2 separate regions of the Gossypium hirsutum genome follow, and region 1 is linked to region 2. Evidence: chromatin contacts called from public Hi-C data. All regions are on one chromosome and are shown on one strand. The core of a region is the stretch at or near the end of the contact, and the rest is flanking DNA. Distances in the headings are between cores, read along the strand shown.

What was found. Hi-C and Micro-C count contacts between places; a contact is called where the count stands out from the background.
Region 1: a contact with region 2 is called in a Hi-C map of leaf, with 2.2 times the contacts expected there. The contact joins the promoter of LOC107890495 here to the promoter of LOC107956718 in region 2. A contact is called at or near these places in 2 of 34 Hi-C or Micro-C datasets (both in leaf).

Annotation. Positions count from the first base shown.
Region 1 is chrA12:15,082,719-15,085,966 of Gossypium_hirsutum_v2.1, reverse strand. It overlaps LOC107890495 (lipid phosphate phosphatase epsilon 2, chloroplastic), which reads right to left and starts at 1,252. Exons shown (of 4, transcript XM_016814959.2): 1 at 680-1,252; 2 at 355-580; 3 at 193-266; 4 at 1-72. The coding sequence starts at 1,066.
Region 2 is chrA12:14,758,666-14,761,647 of Gossypium_hirsutum_v2.1, reverse strand. It overlaps LOC107956718 (heavy metal-associated isoprenylated plant protein 43), which reads left to right and starts at 1,479. Exons shown (of 2, transcript XM_016892274.2): 1 at 1,479-1,626; 2 at 1,764-2,230. The coding sequence starts at 1,542. The coding sequence ends at 2,050.

The DNA of each region.
Region 1 (3,248 bases), core at 3-2,502, 320 kb before region 2:
AATGGAACCTACCACAGCACCCACAAGAATTTGATTCATCGTATGAAGCTTTTGTGACACTCGAAGCCATGACTGTAAACCAGCAATTAGATTAGATGCAATTTTCACAAGCTTCAGAAATCAAAGCTTTTTTCTACTGCTAAAACAATCAAGACTAATCTTTTTAATATAGTTTTCAGGATGTATACTTACAAGATATGAACCAAATGCCAGAGCCAGAACGGAAATGCCCACCGAAAGTTCATTAATTCCTAGCCATTCCAATACTGTGAAATACCAAATACAGAACTACGTTAAATACTAACGCTCAATTTTGGCAGTCTAAAGCGAAAGTGAAAGCAAGGGCTTACTCACATGAAGCTATAGCGAAGACGACAGTGAAGAAGATGGATTGGGCATGAGAAGATGGCATCCCAGGGTCGGACTTAAGGCCGGCCACTGGCCGCTCCTGATTCAGCAACCGTTTCAGTCCAACTGAGAGCACCGCATTCACAATCGACCCCATCGCCATCCATAAAGCCTCCGCGTCAGGCCTCCAAAGTATCACCCCACCAAACAAAGCTGACACCAACCACTTGCTCTATCACCCAACAAACCCAAAACCTCCATCTCAGTAAACATGGAAAATATTACATGCCCAAATAAGTATATCCAAATATATAGAGACAAATAGACTCACCAGACGGTTCAAAGTGGACTCGAAACCTTGAACCCGTATTGATCCGTCAATGAAACCTTCTACTTCTTGTTCAAGCGCTTGAATACCATCGTCTCTGTCCCTAGACTCCTTTAACACAGAAGTTTTAATCATAGTTCTTGAAGAGTCGCGCACCCCAGTTTTATCGGTCAAAATTCCTCCAAGAGAACTTGTTTTGCGGGTTCGGAGATGGAGGAAAAACTCTGGGTCAAACGATTTAAGAAGCTTAGGTGAAGAATTAAGATTGAATTTGAAGACTAGAGGGTGGGAAAGAGTTGAAATCGGAGACATGTTTTTGGGAAGTACTAGGACGGAGGAGGTTGATGAAAGGAAAGGAAGTATCGAAGATGAAGAAGAGAAACATTTCATAAAAGATTTAATTTATTGAAATTGATGAGAATGTGTGGAGCGTGGAGAGAGAAGTAATTTTATATTTTGCAGGTGTTTGGAAGAGTAACAAATGGATGAGAAAATTCCAAGAAGGGGATCTCTTTAGAACCCTAAGTTATGTAAGAACGACAGATCCTCCACGACTGTCCCATCTACGACAATATTTTCCCACGTGTTATAACGTTTTTTATGCATTTTATATTATTAGCGTAGCAAATGTTTTTTTTTTCGTTTTAAATAAATTAGATAATTTTTTTTCTTCATCCCAGGATATTTAGGCTAAATTAGTCATATATATATATATACATGTAAAAATATATTATTCACTAAATAGATGGATTTTTTGAAAATTTTAAAAATAAGTATTTTTTAGTAGAGGGGGAGAAAATAGGGTTTTTTTATTAATATAATACAAAAAAATAAAATAAAACACTAAAATAATATAAACTAAAAATTATGTACCAAAATGGTAAATGTAGGGTGGTGCCGCCTGCTAAAGGCGGCATAACCACCTTACTTTTCTGACAACTATTAGTTAAAAAAAACATAAATTGTTAAAAAAAAAGGAGGATGTACCAAAGGCGACACCAGTTGCTGACGTGGCACAGACGGCACCCACTTCTCCAAACTCTCTATTTAAGCCATCAAACTAAGGCACACACCAGTAAAAAAAATTGTAGAAGAAGAGAGGGAGAAGAGAAGAAAGACAGAAAAAATAATTTTTTCCACTAAAAAAATTACAGAAGAAGAAAAGGAGAAGAGAAGAAAAAGAAGGTATCTTCTTTTTTGTTATTTTTAAATAAAATAGATTATGATAAGAAAAAAAATATTTTGTTAGTATTATATAGTTTGTTTAGTGTTATTTTATGTTTTGTTTTAAAAGTTATTTTGTTTATTGTGATTTTTTAGTAAGTTTTATATTTAGATTAATTATGTGTTTATTGTGAATGTTATGTTTTAAATTTTTTTAATATATTTCAAAGTGTTTATGTTAGTAAAACTATTATAAAGTAATTGTTAATTAGTGATAACAACTGAAAATATTTTTGTTATAGATATTGTTAGAAATGACAACATATTTGGTATTACCTAATGAGATAATAACTTTAGCAAAAAGGGAGAAAGTTGATAAGATGATGAGAGAAGTGCAAGATTACAGAATGAAACCAGAAGAAGACATTATTCAACACCTTATTACCGTAAATCAAAAGATGCAAAAAGTGTTGTGGAAGGGTCATGAAATAATTAGAAAGAATAAAGTGCAATACTTAACCCTTAGAGGGACATTAATAGAACGGGAGCATCAAATCATTTTAAACGAACTTTGGAAGACATCGATACCACGAACCTATTGGAATCTAGTTATAAACTTCGCGAAGTTTATAATCTCTTATGGAGCAAGGAAAATAGCAAGACAAAGTATAAGTTCACGAAAGTTGACTGGGAAGCAAAATGTGTTTGACAAACCATAGATGGATAAATTAGTTGTTAGGAAATTACCAAGAGAACTTGTATATTCAATACCCATTATAAAGATTGAAGAGCCAAAAGATCCCGAGGAATTTCCAAATTGGATTGTAGAAGATGAATATGAAGAGAATTAAGAATTTATAAATTGGATTGTAGAGAATTTCCCAGATGAAGATACAGGATCGGAGATGGAAGAAAACGTAGAACTGAATTTAAGTGGTTGAATGTAAAGATAAATATTGTTCATGTACAAAATGGGAACTGAAAAAGTCTGAGCTTATGAATGAAAAAATTTGCATATTGAGTAATTAATTTTTTATTTAAGTAATTTATTTGCTGTTCGAAATTATTTTGAGAAATTTTGTTTATTTTTAATAGATTGAGTGTTGAAGATGGATAATCGATTTTTGTATGCGCTTATTTCGATGGAATCATCTTGACAACAACCGTTGGATGCATATTTGAATGTCGGCAATAAATAGCAATGAAATTTAAGAGAAATGTCTTGTTGGATGATATGAAGGGAAGGATTAACGCGAAAATTGTCAGTGTTGTGGGAGAAGGATCTCAAAACTTTTCTACAAGTTTCCAGTTTTGACAGATCCCATCAAATTCACCAAAATGGAACTTATAGACGACGAGGACTTGGAGACAATGATCGCTCTTTACTGTAGGAATGGGAGTGACAAAA
Region 2 (2,982 bases), core at 230-2,729:
GCTCATATTTCAAATCAAACTAAATTTAGACAAATATAAAATATATCAATATTATACTTAGATTTGATCTGAACCCAACTTCAACCCACCCATAAACAAGACTTCTATGTTACTTGATTGGCGTCCTCGTAACACTTTTAATTAAAAACTAGAATGTTTTTGCCGTTTAGATAGGCTTCAAAATTTTTTAATATAATTTTAATTATATTATAATTATTTATTTGATATTTATTGAAATTGTAGTATATATTTATTAAAGTAATTATGATCGAAATTTTTAATTAAAAATATTATTTTAAAAAATCATTTTTTATTAAATCAAAGGATAAATAATTGCTTTATGTATACAACCTTTTAATTCAAATTATGATTATAACCTCTTTACTATATTTAAATTTAATATTTAAGATTTATATTTTAATTTAATTTAATTTAGTTCTATTTTTAGTTACTTCAAATAATTAGTGCTCTTAATTATTTCGAGTAAAAATATCATTTCAAACTTAACATTATGTGTTAAAAATATGTACTTATCATATTGAAATAGATTTATTTTGTTTGTGTTAGAAAGGTGTTTTTAAAAAAATTCACGACATCATTTTAACCGTAATAATTAAGGATATTAACTATTTGAATCAATTAATGTCATTGATAAAGTAGATGATCTAATTATGTCAAATTAAAATATCAAGACTAAATGCTAAATATTAACATAGCAGAGGGCTCAATGCTGAAAATTTACCTCTATCCTCTAGCGGGAAAAAGGAAAGGATGTTAGACAGAAACGCTTGGGACCTACTTATATTTCAAGACTAAAAAGGACGCGTGTTATAATAAAAATGCTTGGGAGATTCTGTTTATAGAAGTAGTACAGTATCGATAACTAAAACAACACAAATGTATCTCGCATTCTCACCGACTTAAATCCAACTTTTAACATCACATTTATTAGTGGAGTAATTATGTTATCATAAGATAATTAAATTATTATTTCAAAATGTAATGAATTAATTATATTTGTTTTATAGGTAAATATCATCTGCACCACGGTCCACAGCATTGGTTAATATTTGCTTAATAAAAAACAGGACTTGCATATATACCAACATAATGATTTTGGGTCTGTAGTTCATCGATTGCTATTTGCTATGTGATTTAGTTAGCGATGATGGTTCCAATGAGTTGCTGTTTCTTGGCTTGTTAAGTGTGTAAGTGCACCAGATGGTGCATGCTGAAAGCAGAATGCCAGTCTAAGCAAATACATCCAAATATAAACGATAACATATATACGTCAAATGCTAAGAATCCACCACCCAGAAACTATTTGTGATTATATAATTAGATAGGATCTAGGTAAACAGGCAATAGGAAAAACCTCCCTTGCTATGGAGTCCAGGTGAACAAACCAAAGAATCTGATATATATATATATATTTATATATATACCCATCTTTCTCTTTAAATAAGATCATGCTGCTGCAATACTTAACCTAGTTAAGAGTTGCTCTTGATTTAAATTTTAGACACTTTAGTTTGGTTTCCATGGTAAAGAAGACTGTTTTGAAGGTTGATCTCTCAGGCGATAAAGGCAGGAAGAAGCTTCTTAAGGCAATCTCTGGAGTACAAGGTAGACACATGGCTAGAAACAGTACCATATTCCTCTTTGGCTTTGTAATAATTGATGGCAAATTTTGAAGCTGTATCCGAACATGTTTATCAAACATTAATATTTATGTACATATTGTTGAATTTATTGGTGTGCAGGGGTGGATAAGATAGAGGTGGATGCTGCCAAGGGAACTATATCAGTAACAGGCGATGCAGACCCATATGATATTATAGTTCGAACGAGAAAAGTAGGGAAATTTGTAGAGCTGGTGAGTGTAGGGCCTCCCCCAGCACCTCCAAAGGAACCCCAGAAGAAGCCGGAAGAGAAGAAGGCTGAGCCCAAGAAAGATGATAAGAAGACTGACCCAAATCCCCAATTCCACTATCCTGTAGTCTATATGGATAGATATAATGAGCCCAACGTTGGGTGCTCAATCATGTGATAATAATAATAGGTTGTATTTATGTTGATTGGGTTTTAGCTCGATTGATATAGACATTATTGTCAATGTAAGAAGATGTACGTTCAAGTGTGCTGAAGTGTATTATCCTTCTATTTATAGGTTGGGAAGGAACTAAGGATAGTTTTAAGCATTGGGTCAAAAAGAGTAGATATGATCAGAATATATAATGAGATTGTTTAAAAAAATAGTTTTATTTATTTTTATTTAAACTTGCTTTTCAAAACAAACTTTTATATATATATATTAAGTAGGAGATGGGATAACATGATTTGAATTATGACAAATAAGTGTTTAACAAAAATTTTAACCACCATCCCATAAGTTAAGACTAGAAGATCAAAGTTATTTGACAGTTACCTTAATTGCTTTTGCTATGAACAAAATGAGTATACGTGTCCATGGATTTTTTTCCCAATTTTTTACTTAACCTGTCCACTCAACTCGGATGTTTTCAATATTTATCAAAAATGTTGAAGTGTTTTCAAAATATATATTTGGATTGATACTTTACCATTTTTAAATAGAATAAATTAGAAAAATAATTATTTATATATTATTTAAATTATGTTTTGCTCATTAAACATTATTATGAAATAATCTATATAAATACACTAACAACCTAAATCTTGTGGTTTGTTATTTTTGCCATTGCAATTATTAGTAATCTTAGTTTTTTTTTAATATAAAAAGAAAAGGGAGAAGAAGAAAGGGGAGAAGAAGAAAAGAAAAATAAAAAAAGAAAAGTGTAGTGACTCTTTTTCGGCTAAAGTTCAAAAAGAAAAATTCAGCTTGAGGCTTTTCAAAATATGGAAATTTTTTATTTAAGAAAACATGGGAGATTTAAATTAAAGTAAGAGTCGTCGTCGATCTTTTTGGTTAGGTATAAGTGTCATGGGCTAGACCTTTCGTTT